Regions from separate parts of the Sus scrofa genome. Here regions 2, 3 and 4 are each linked to region 1. Evidence: chromatin contacts called from public HiChIP or PLAC-seq data. All regions are on one chromosome and are shown on one strand. Each heading gives the region's core, a stretch centred on a gene start, on an enhancer-like site or on the middle of the called end of the contact. The rest is flanking DNA. Distances are from core to core; before and after follow the strand shown. Region 1 has its middle 21 kb from the start of TRNAN-GUU. Region 2 overlaps DNAJC1 (dnaJ homolog subfamily C member 1). Region 3 holds the start of DNAJC1 (dnaJ homolog subfamily C member 1). Region 4 has its middle 89 kb from the start of SPAG6.

What was found. HiChIP or PLAC-seq counts read pairs in DNA pulled down with a chosen protein or histone mark.
Region 2: a contact with region 1 is called in an H3K27ac HiChIP or PLAC-seq map of alveolar macrophages. The contact joins two enhancer-like sites. A contact is called at or near these places in 2 of 47 Hi-C or Micro-C datasets (embryonic fibroblasts and heart right ventricle) and 2 of 2 datasets of contacts at active chromatin or transcription factors (alveolar macrophages and skeletal muscle).
Region 3: a contact with region 1 is called in an H3K27ac HiChIP or PLAC-seq map of alveolar macrophages. The contact joins the promoter of DNAJC1 here to the enhancer-like site in region 1. A contact is called at or near these places in 2 of 5 promoter capture datasets (fetal liver and liver), 4 of 47 Hi-C or Micro-C datasets (embryonic fibroblasts, epiblast stem cells, heart right ventricle and 1 more) and 2 of 2 datasets of contacts at active chromatin or transcription factors (alveolar macrophages and skeletal muscle).
Region 4: an H3K27ac HiChIP or PLAC-seq map of skeletal muscle shows a contact between it and region 1. The contact joins two enhancer-like sites. A contact is called at or near these places in 1 of 5 promoter capture datasets (liver), 1 of 47 Hi-C or Micro-C datasets (heart right ventricle) and 2 of 2 datasets of contacts at active chromatin or transcription factors (alveolar macrophages and skeletal muscle).

Annotation. Positions count from the first base shown.
Region 1 is chr10:52,654,229-52,657,042 of Sscrofa11.1, reverse strand. No RefSeq gene overlaps it. Among named protein-coding and RNA genes, the nearest start is that of TRNAN-GUU, 21 kb to the left of the region's middle. Within about 2 kb of position 1,437, at least 65 of the 83 cell types and tissues checked have an H3K27ac peak or open chromatin away from gene starts, as enhancers often do. A contact at or near this core is called in alveolar macrophages, epiblast stem cells, fetal liver and 2 more, where this site is marked.
Region 2 is chr10:52,907,839-52,910,652 of Sscrofa11.1, reverse strand. The region is part of intron 1 of DNAJC1 (dnaJ homolog subfamily C member 1); the gene reads right to left. Among named protein-coding and RNA genes, the nearest start is that of DNAJC1, 46 kb to the right of the region's middle. Within about 2 kb of position 1,437, at least 3 of the 83 cell types and tissues checked have an H3K27ac peak or open chromatin away from gene starts, as enhancers often do. A contact at or near this core is called in alveolar macrophages, where this site is marked.
Region 3 is chr10:52,861,446-52,864,259 of Sscrofa11.1, reverse strand. DNAJC1 (dnaJ homolog subfamily C member 1) reads right to left here and starts at 1,447. Exons shown (of 12, transcript XM_005668160.2): 1 at 927-1,447. The coding sequence starts at 1,124.
Region 4 is chr10:52,481,903-52,484,716 of Sscrofa11.1, reverse strand. No RefSeq gene overlaps it. Among named protein-coding and RNA genes, the nearest start is that of SPAG6, 89 kb to the left of the region's middle. Within about 2 kb of position 1,421, at least 57 of the 83 cell types and tissues checked have an H3K27ac peak or open chromatin away from gene starts, as enhancers often do. A contact at or near this core is called in skeletal muscle, where this site is marked.

The sequences.
Region 1 (2,814 bases), core at 188-2,687:
CACCCTCTGCTTTATCTTTAATGTAGCAACAACCTATTTCTCCTTGTCTCACTGAGCAGCGCTTAGAGACCTTGAACTTCAAAATCATACTGCGTCTACAGAAACTATCCGAGAACCCACAATTTGGGGGGCGTTATGTATTCGAAAGCATCGGTCTCTTGAAAGAGTTCATCCTTTTTTTTTTTTTTCTTTTTTTTTTTTTTTAGGATCAAAGTCAACTATGCGTGTAAAGAAAAGGTAATTTTCAAAAAAGCTTGGCCTTAAAAACATAAGTTATCACAGTGCTTGGGGTTCCCTCTAGAAAAACAAGAAACAAAAAAAGAAAAAACACTTAACATTGCTGTTTTCTCTGCACGCTTCTCTTAAAATGGTCCTCAGAAGTCCCTCGGGAAAATGAAACCCACCTATCCAAATTATGCCACCCCCCCACGGACGCTGCAAAAGCGATATTCTCAGCTTAAAAGATCTTTTTTAAAAGGTATTTACTTCTGCGTAAGCCCCGAGCCTCCTCCGGGGCGATGACGCCCGGCTGCTGAGACGGCGCCGCCGCGCGAGTCTGGGCGCAGAGCCGCGGGGGGCGAAGGCGCGGGGCGAGGGCACGACTAATTAGAGGAGATGTTTGGGTTCTAAATAAAACCTGTCTCTACCAAACCAACTCGTTACCTAGCCCCGCCGTCCCTACCACCTTCGCTCTCGACACGCCGAAAACAGCCAGTGAGACGGGCGGGGGAGTGCGAGCCCAGAAAGGGAACTGAGAAGAGAAGCGCCTGTGACACAAAATGGAGAAGGAGGAACCGAGAGGGGAAAGAAAAGACTGGAAAGCGGGGGAAGGAGGTTGTCAATAGAAAAGCAAAGGGGTGATGGGGTAGAGATTACGTGGAGGAAAGCCGAGGAGGGGGGGCGTGGAAGGACTGGAAACATCAACTAGACGAACTAAGAGGAGGAAAGAAAGACGTTCAAAGGCTGAGGCTCCATTTTCAGCAGCGCCATTTCGCTTTTCCTTTCGCCGCGTTTTGTTTGGTTTTGTTTGCAGCCGGTGGATGGGCGCCAGCGCATTTCTGCAGTTTCAGCAGCTTTGGTCCGACAGATGGGGAGGGACGCAGAGCCCCGGCGCTGGCGCGGCCCCCTCCCCGGCCTGGACGTTCCGCGCACCTCCCGCCCCCGCCGCTCCCGGCGGCTCTGCGGCCTCCCCCTCGGTCCCCGGCCGGGAGGAGATGCGGCGCCCGGACCGGCGGCGACCCCCTGGCCCCGCAGAGCCCTCCAGTTCCGCCTGCGGGGCGGGTGGTGGGCGCGTGCGGCGAAGGGCTGGGGGAATCGGGAAGCGTCGAGGAAAGAAACCGAAAAAGACCAACGGCACGGGCGGAGAGGAAGGGAGGACGCACGCCAGGGATGGGGGTGTGGGGAGGGGCGCCTGAAAATAGACCTTCCGAGGGTGGCTGGGGGCCCAGCCCGCATTCCGCCCCGGGGCGGGCGGCCTGTCTAGCACCTCCACCTGCGCCGGGCAGCGGGGACGGCGCGGCCTCGTTCGCGCGCTCGCGCCGGGGCTGCGTCCCCAGCCAACACAGAGCCCGGCTGCCCAACGCGGCGCCGGGCCCAGGCCGCCAGGCCTCTCCCAGCTGCCGGAAGAACGGCCAAGGTCGGGCTCGGCTGGGAGCCCCAGTAGGGCCCGGAGGGAAGGACGGGACAATGCCAGCCTCGGGGCGCCCGGCCGGGAGGCGGCACCGGACGCCGGTCTGCGGGGTGCAAGTCCCAGGGATTTTTCGGTGCGGGCGGTGTCTCGAAGCGTCTTTGGGGTTAAGTTCTGGGGCAACTGGAGGCAGTTCAGGAAACAAAGTCAGGCTTTCTCACCCCCGACCCCCCAACTGTTAGTTTCCGTCTACTTATAGTGGGTCCATTGTAACAGTGTCCAACTGCGCCCTGGGTACATTTATTTCGTACCCCTCCCCTTTTTTCTTCACTTGCACTTGACTTTGTCCTCCGCTCCAAGTGATGTTATCTCCGGCGCTAGAGGAGTCCGGGGTTGCCGGCGCCCGCATCCCCACCGCTAGGTTCATGGCATCCGCGGCCCCCGAACCTCTGGGGAGGAGGAGTGGGGGCACACCAGGCAGGGAGGCCATGCGTCTGGGGCGGCGGCCGGTCTCTGCCCAGCTCCCGGCACGGACTTGTGCGGGGCGGCCGCCGCCAAAGAGGCACCGCGGCCAGACCCGCCGACCCGCCGTCGGGTTCCTCGCCGCCGGGCAACATGGGCCAGGACCGCCGACTCCTGCTTCCCCGGCCCTCCTTCCTCCCCCTGTAGGGGTGTGGTGACTTGAGGCTGGAAGTGACAGAGTCTACAGGCCGGTAGAGCGGAGCCCTTGGATGTGGCGACCCGGGATCACCGCAATGATAACCAAACCGCACAAGGTCCCGGGGCGTCTCAGTCAGCGCTTCCCTGGTTTTGCACCAAGAAGAGTCCTCACTTCTATGCGCCCTGGGTCACTGCGTCCTCCTATCATGGTCACCTCTAACCACAGAGCACTGTGCGTGCTACCGGCCCCCGGAGTGCTCGAATCTCTCAGACCTCGCAAAAAAAGCAGACGCGCCACCTAAACTTGGTGCCTTAGACGCTCCTCTGACGCAGGCGGCACAACCTTCCGATCCACTCACTGCGCCAGCCACGCACGCGCAGGCCCACCTGCGGCTCTGCCGTGCACCTTATAACCCGGCTATTTTATCACTGCTGCTGTATTAATTTGCCTTTAAATTTTGAAGTAACATTTAGGTTATTTCCAACTGTTGATCCTTTATATAAATAGTTTTTCAGACTACAGATTT
Region 2 (2,814 bases), core at 188-2,687, 250 kb before region 1:
GTATTAGTATGACAGTACAATCTCTTGGAAGGCTACAGAGGAGCTAGAAAGCAATCACTTCTTGAAACATGAGTTCTTCAAAACACAATAGGACATAATGCTTGTGAATGTGGAAATGATTTAAAATCTCTTATTAAATCAGTTAAAAGTAGAAGGAAAAAAAAACCCCTATACTCAAATTAATGCAGAAATTATTTCAATAGTTTATTCCCGGTTTTCGTACATGGGTAAAATGAAGGAAAATTTTTGAAACTTCATTGTTAAGCTAGCTAGGCTTATTTCACTTTTCCTTCTGGAATTTTACTTTTTGTTTTGTTTTTAAGCAGTACACAGAAAAGATAGAAAAGGAAAATTCAAATATATTATACTCAAATTTTAAATGTTTCAACTATTCAAGGTGAGTAAAAGGTTTAAAAATGTACTGCCTACAGTATAACTGGTGGCATCTCACCTCTCACTAAGACAGATATAATTTCTTTGAGCTACTCCTCTGAATTAATTTAATGTGTTTTTAGTAAAACTGCTTTCCTAGAAAGTCTCCAATTGGGAGGAAGTGGAGAATGAGGCTGAGATAAAGAGCAAGTATTTTAAAGAAGAGATGCTATTAATTTGTCCTAAACTTCTTTTGACCTTTGATTCCTAATGTACACTACAGGTCACCAAACACAATCTGCCTGGAATTAGAAATTTTCCATACTGATTCCATCAGTGCTGATTTGGACACTATTACGATATTACATCTAAGTGCTTCTTAGATTCAATATTTTGTCGTTTACTTTATTCCTAAAGTGACTTTGTGCAATGGTTTCTGACATTCCTTAAACATAGTAAATATGCAGATTTTCAAATGTTTATAATTATAGATTTAAACATTAAAGACTACAAGTTGGTAAGGAAATACAGATTGATTAGTACTAATACTTTTGTTATATCCCATTCTTTGAATCACAACATGAGAAATATCTGAGAAATCAAACTAGTCTTCAATAGTTCCACTCCAACCCAGAATAGACCTATATTAAAACGTGAAATTAAAATTAAAACAAAATAAACTTTTAGATATTATTATTGATTAAAATCACAATTATCTGGAAAATAATTTGATAAGCTAACAAAACTATGAATGATGATAATATACTTCTAGTTCTTTATCTGAATAATTTAGGCTTACTTTGCTAATTGTAACAAATACAGTTCTATAAGCCTACAGGATTTTGCAGGGGACTCTAGTAAAGACAATTTGATAAAAAATTTTTTATGTCAAAACAAATTAGCATTTAAAAAACAAATTAGGACTTACACTGATAACAAAACACTCTCTTTCAAAACCTTGACAATCGTATATTTTTGTAATGATCATTTGTATAGAATGAATCAGAAAGAAGAACTAGTATACGTAGAGAAAAATGCCCATGACTAAGAAGTCAGGAATTCAAGACAGAAAGAGGAATGATCCTCTACTCTTAAGTCTTTAAGCAGTTATGACTACTTTAAATGTAAAAAGCACATCAAGCAAGCTTGTGCAATTTAAGTTTCACTTTGTGTTTAAATTCTTATTATTCTAGAATAACACCATTTTATGTATTATTTATGAAGTATTTAAATGAGTATAACTGATTAATTACTTAAGTATTCTTAATTTAGAGATAAACTCTGACATATTAAGGTTTTTTAGTATAAAAGGGTTTAAAGGAAGGCTTTTCATCACATCAAAACATACCCATTAAGATAAAATGTACCTATTTTTAAATGCAGAACTTATGCTAGCCTGTAAGAAAAAAAACTTTAGAAATACCCTAAAGGTTATTTCATTAGTTTCTTTACATACACATAATATCCATCCAACATATAAAACATTACTCCTTTTCTTAATTTCATATATTTTCAAAATTGACAAAATATTCTTAACAAACATTATTACAAGTCTATGAAAAATTTTAAAAGACACACTTTTAGCCTAGAATAGGTGACATTCGAAGTGAACTTTGAAATTCATTTTATAGCAAAGCTACATTCTCAATAAACTGAGTAACAAAAGCAAAAGGAAATGAAAGGATTTTTTAAAAAATGAAAATTTATTATCAAATCAAATATCATAAAATCTAAGATGAATACTTAAACACAAGTTAAATATTTAAATTTCAACACTTTGTTAAACTAGTCAGTGTATCAGGTCTGGAATGAGTTTAAAATGTAGGTTAAAAAAACCTAAAATATTGGATTAATTCCTATACATGTATTTTCATAATACAACAGCTTAACACACATCTACCACTGTACCTAATAAAGTTTCCTTTTTGCAGGTCATCTTCAGTTACTTAAGTTTACTTAGCTATTATTTATTACTTTTATGCTATAGTTCAATTAATATGTTAACAAGAGCACTAAGTCAACACAGGTTTATTTAAGATCTTATCAAAATATTAAAACAAAATACTATCTAGCTGGCATTTATAGAACAGATGACTAGAAAGTTGAAAATTTTTCTACACAATTCTTTATGTTTACACTATTATTTCTTATTAATAACTAATTAATTCATCTTCCTCAAGGTATCATAAAATATTTATTACAGATGTACATATTTTAAGTATATTCATATAGTATATAATCCACTCTACACACTTTATACACTCTTTGCCTCACACAGATTTCATTATTTAGTTAACCTTCATTAATAAGCTACTAATTCATACTGAAGTTTCGTTTTTGGTTATTGGCTAAATTTTTTTTTACGTATTAATTTGGAGATAGATATCCAAGTACAATTTTTGTAAGCCATCAAACTTATATTTGGATGCAAATAAATTTGTT
Region 3 (2,814 bases), core at 198-2,697, 210 kb before region 1:
ATGTGAAACTCTTTCACCCCATATTCGTTCAATCAGTGAAAAGGCATCTTCTTGTCAGGAGGATTCAGAGACGGAATATCCACTCTCATTCACCACTCCCGGGGTGTAAGCAGAGTAACAAACGGATGTTACCAGTTAAAGTCTCAAGCCAAAAAGAACGAAACGAAAGGAAAAGAAAAAGACAAAGATCCTGCGCTACTGGTCGGGCTTCTCTTGCCGGAGCCCCCCAGGTGCCTCCACCGTCCCGGAACACTCGAGAGCTCCTTCTACGAATTCCAGGACCAATACCGCAGGGGTTTCAAGTTTCTCCAGATTTCTAAACTGTGCTACAAACCCTATCCAACAGGCTAAATAGATTCCAAACTTAGGCAAGAACGAACAACTTCTGCCATCCAGACACCAACCAAAATGCATTCCCACCTTCCCGGAAAGGCAGAGGAAAGGAGGCTGCTACAAGACAGATAAGTGCAATTGGGAAAATGAAAATTTAGAGACACGACTACTCTTTCCCACATTCACGCGGCAGGAAAGGAAAGAGTAAAAGATTTACCCACGCCACTCTTCCTTGTTCCTCCAGCAAAGCTTGGCGCAAAAATCTCCCCAGAATGGCAGAGAAAAAGAGAAGGGTCCCTACCCCAGGCTGGTGGCACCTCCAGCCTGTCACTGAGACCGGAACTTGAGAAGGGGAGCCGGGCGGTGAGGAATTGGGGAAGGCAGGCCATTCCCTCTGAGGCTGGTTACGAGGAGACCCCGGTGGGTCGGACTGAGGACGGCAGCCGAACCCGGGATGGCCAAGTCTTGCCCCGCATGCCCGGCTCCCGCGGAGGAATCGGGGTCACAGTCCGCCCCACCCCCTCCTTTCCGCCGGGACCGGCAGGTTTCTGTCCCAACGCGCAGCCCTCGGGCGGGCGGGTGGCCCCGCTTACCTGCTGCACCCCGAGGAACTGGTAGAAGTTGAGCTGCACCTCCTCCACCAAGTCAAACAACTCCAGGTCTCCGCTCTCCCAGCCGCGCGCGGGGCCCGCGGCCGCCAGCAGCAGCAACAGCAGCGGCGGCGGGAACGGCAAGAGCCGGAGCCGGCGGCGCGGAGGAAGCCGGGCCAGCCGGGAGCAAGGAGCCGTCATCGCGCCGGGCTCGGAGAGGTCACCCGCCGCGCAGCGCCGTCGGCCGAGACCGGGGACGTGGCGGACAGCGCGGGCTGTGGAAACAGTGCCTTTCAGTTAGGAGCACCGGCAGCCGCCGCGAAGTCGCCCGCCCCACGGCCGGTCCTGGATGGAGGGCAGGGGCGGCGGGAGCGGACGGACACAGCGGCGGGAGAGCGGGAGGGGCCGCGGTCAGCTCCACCCTTCGCGGACCCTTACCCTTCACCCAGGCCTACAGACAGCTGGAAAGCCAGCGCCGGGAGCTGAGGTTGCTCGGGGGAGAGGCTTCCCCTCGCCTCAGCCTATCCCAGGCCTCGCTTCCGGTGACATCACGTCTCCTAGCAACCTCCGGAGAGGGGGCGGGGCCGGAAGTAGGGAAGCCGGTGCCCCAGACCTGGGCCTTGGAGAAGTGCCTCTCGTCGTGGCGCGCTGGAGAAGTTCTACGTGTATTGACACAGATTAAGAGACGTGGGTAGTTGTGGACATCGCACATCTACCTGGAACATCCCAAGTATCTTTGAAGCAGCTACTTTCTTACGCTACCAAAACTAAAAGCACGTTTGAGGACTGATTAATTGATTACAGCCTCTGTTGCATACATTTCAATATTCCATCTGCAAAGAGAAGGAACTGAACGCAGGGCCTAAAAGGGGCAGATCTACAGAATAAAATATCCTCTTGAGAGAGGTGAAGAAGACATTAAATTTGAACCAAGACAAAAAGTAAACTTCTAATTATGAATTAAGGTTTACAGGCATAATACCATAAAACAGGTAGCCTGATAGAAATTAATTAGAAATTAATAAACCTGGCTAAGTCATTAAGTCACACAGTCTTAAGGGAAGTGTAGTGTATCCATTTCAGCAGCTTTCCAACTGGGGTTCCTTTCCCAACTGATGTCTGTTTTTAAAGACATTAGGCTAAAAACCCCCACTCTTTCCCATCAGTGTCTCACTTCCCACTCTATTTTTAAGTCGTTTTTTTTTTTTTTTCTTCCACGACTATCGCTTTCTCTTATGTCAATCTTATTTTCTTCAAAGCTTTCTCACATTTCTCCTTTCTGACTCCCTACTCTTGATAAGGAAGCAGAAGGGAAGGAAAAAATGCTGTATAACTCAGGATGCTTGACCAGTTTTGAGTTTGATCTTATGCTTTTCCCTTCTGAGATTCCACCAGCTGAATTTAGTTCCATGGGATAATGATAAAGCTACTTTTGCTCTCATGGCAAGAATATATTATGTTTGACAAAGTTTACAAAAACAGCATCCAGGAAGTAAATCTTACTGAAGAAATCCTTCTATTATTGCAGTTTTAGATGTATTTTTATTTATTTATTTTTGTCTTTTTGACTTTTCCAGGGCTGCTTCTGACGGCATATGGAGGTTCCCAGGCTAGGGGTCTAATCGGAGCTGTAGCCACCGACCTGCACCAGAGCCACAGCAACGTGGGATCCGAGCCTCGTCTGCAACGTACACCACAGATTACAGCAATGCCACATCCTTAACCCACTGAGCAAGGCCAGGGATCGAACCTGCAACCTCATGGTTCCTAGTCAGATTCGTTAACCACTGAGCCACGAAGGGAACTCCCTAGAAGTATTTTTAAATAGTTATAAATGAATGCAAGTGTATCTTGCTTAAAAGTAATATATACACTTGAAGTCATCCCATTT
Region 4 (2,814 bases), core at 172-2,671, 170 kb after region 1:
GCTGAAAACAACTTCACAAGAAAGTAAAGCTGACCACTGCCCAGTCCCCTAGGACAGCTTCCAGGCAAGCTTCGGGGAACCATCACCACCAGCTGCCTGTGGACAGAAGGGTTTAAAAGCTTGCTATTTCTTGCTCTCTTCTTCGCTTGCTCACTTTGGCGCATGCTGGCCACATTGGGCTCCAATGCCCCACTCTTCTGGGTGTGCCTCCTGATCTTCCAGGCAATTGTTAGGGAGACAAGAACAAGGTTTTCTACCTGACTCTGGGACTGGTGCGAGGAGCCATCAGAGGCTGGGTGTGGGGTAGGCATGCCTAAATCTGATCCTCACCTGCGGGAGGCTGTGGACAGAAGCAGCCCTGGACGTGGAGGTTAGGCCTCTGCCTTGAGCTACATACAGGCTAAGACCACGCGGAGATGGGACTGACCGAACCAGGGAGGTGCATAAGCCAGGTCTGGTCCAGGGCACCCTTCTAGGCCCTGATCTATTCCTAGTGCGGCTGTTCTCTGATTCTTATGGGAGGCGGAGCCACTCAATTCAGAGATGGCATACAATTTAGCTCTCAGATTTTTTAAGTGTATTTCCCACCAACCTGTCTGTTCTATGTTCCTCTATCACCCTTACCCACTACCTTAACTCTCTCTTCCACAATATTTTTTGAGGTGTAATTCACATATAATAAAATTCACCCATTGAAGACTACAGAGCGTTGAATTTTGGTAGCTGAGTATGTCCTGTAACAACCATTCCTATTCAAGGCATGGAATTGTTCTTTCGCCCCCAAATCCTCCCTCCTGCTCCTTGGCCTTCCATCTTCTCGCTTTTTTCACCCTCTCCGGCAACTGCTTTCATCACTTTTGCTTCTTCCAGATTTTCAGATGAACACAGACTAAGGTCTTTTGTGTTTGCCTACCTCCGCCCCCAGCATTTTTTCAGATCCATCTATGTTGCTGCATGTATGAACACTGGGTTCTTTTTCACTCCTCGCTCTATTTTGGAGAACTTACTCCGTGTGCATTTTACCTGCATTCGCTCACTTGGAGTCCTCACAACCACCCAGTTTCACGACACCGGACCTGATGCTCGGAGCGCCTGAAGGGGAGCTTGGGGAGGGGGGGACTCCGGGCCGACTTGGGTCAGTCGGGCCGCCGCGCACGCCGTAGTCCGGAGCCCGCCCCGCGGCACCTGCTGTCCAGCTAGGGGTACACGTGGGGCCTGGCCGTGTACGACAAACCGCCCGGAACCGAGGCCCCGCCGGGACGCCTGCGAGGCCGGAGCCGTCGCCCCCCGCACCGCATCCTGGCCGCTCCTACCGCCGCGGGCCTCCAGGGCCGCCTCCCCGCGCGGGGCAGCCCCAGGGCTCCCGCCAGGAGCGGAGGCGGGGCCGCGGGCGGGGGGCGGGGGAGCTCGTTTCCGCGGACGCGTCACGGCGCCCGGGCGTCTCACCGCGCGCCGCCCGCCGTTTCCCTCCGCGCGCGGACGGCGCTACTTCCCGCAGGCCCCCCCCCCCCCGCCACTGAGGAGCGGAGTCGTGCGTGAGGGGAGCGCGGGCCCTTCGTTCTCCAGCCGCCGCCCGACGTGGCCGCCGCGTCCTTGCCGCTGCATCGGAACCAGCGAGAGGAGTGGTTCCGAGTCTCTTTCTCCCCCTCCGCAGCCGCCTCGCCACAGCAACCCGCGGAGACTGACTTGAAGGACGCGATGGAGACAAAGATGCCGGGGCTCTGCCCTGCGGCGAGGAGCGGCCTGCCCGCAGCTATTGTCTGTCTGCCTGACGGGAGCGGCGGCTCTATTTTTCTTCTTCCGAACGTGGTGCTTCGGCAGCAGCAGCAGAGAGACTGACAAGGAGGCTTTGTCTCCGGAAAAAGAGCTGTTGCGAAACGGCGCCTCCTGAATGGCCGCCGGGCCGCCCTCCGCGGGCTCCGCCGGCGACGTTTTCCATGTCAATTAAAGCCGGAAAGCCTGCTCCTTCCCTCCCGACGTTTTCTTTCCGTTTGGAGTCTTGGTGTCTGAGTCGTAGAGGGCCGCCCTCCGCTTGAACTGACTCCATCTCCTTTACTGTGGTAGCGATTGTGAAAATTGTTGAGGACCGAGTTCTCTTTGGGCCCTTTTAGAACGTCTCTTCTTTTCCTCTCTCAGAGGGAAGTGGACTGAGAAGCTGGCGGTGGGCGATGCTCACGCAGACTCACAGCCCCGAAATGCCTTTCGCTGAGTCCCACCTGACGCGGGCTGAGGAGAGGGCTGTTGGGGGTTCAAGTTATTTGGGGATCCCGTTATTTTGTGATTTTAATGAATATCCCGTGAAACTGCCTGATCAGAGAAAGTGGAAGGCGATTGAGTCTCAGAAAGGGGCTTCCAGTCCGCTAAGCGGGCGTCTATTGTCTGGTTACACAACAGCCCACAGTGACAGAAAAGAGCAAAGGAGATTTTTTGTGGGCACTGAAGTCAGGCTTGGGCTTGGCGCTTGTGACCGCCGATCTGCCATGCTCCTCTTTTGTCTCTCTTCCTAGTGTTTCTTACCACCTGATAATGTTGCATATTTTACGTATTTGTTTTTTAGTTTCTCTCTCCCACATAACCTCTGAGAGCTGGGAGTCGTTTGGTCCCTGTGTTTCTCTAGAGCCTAGCACAGTGCCTGGCCAGGTACTGGGGGCTTCGTAAATATTTACCAACTCAGTGAGTACAAAACACACATGGAACATATTATTTAAAGGCATTCTGAGAAAAACACCAAACCGAAAACCGCGTGAAACAAGGAAACTTGACCTTTTCAAACCTGATTTTTGATTTGGCAACAGTGATTGTTAAGGAAGAGCT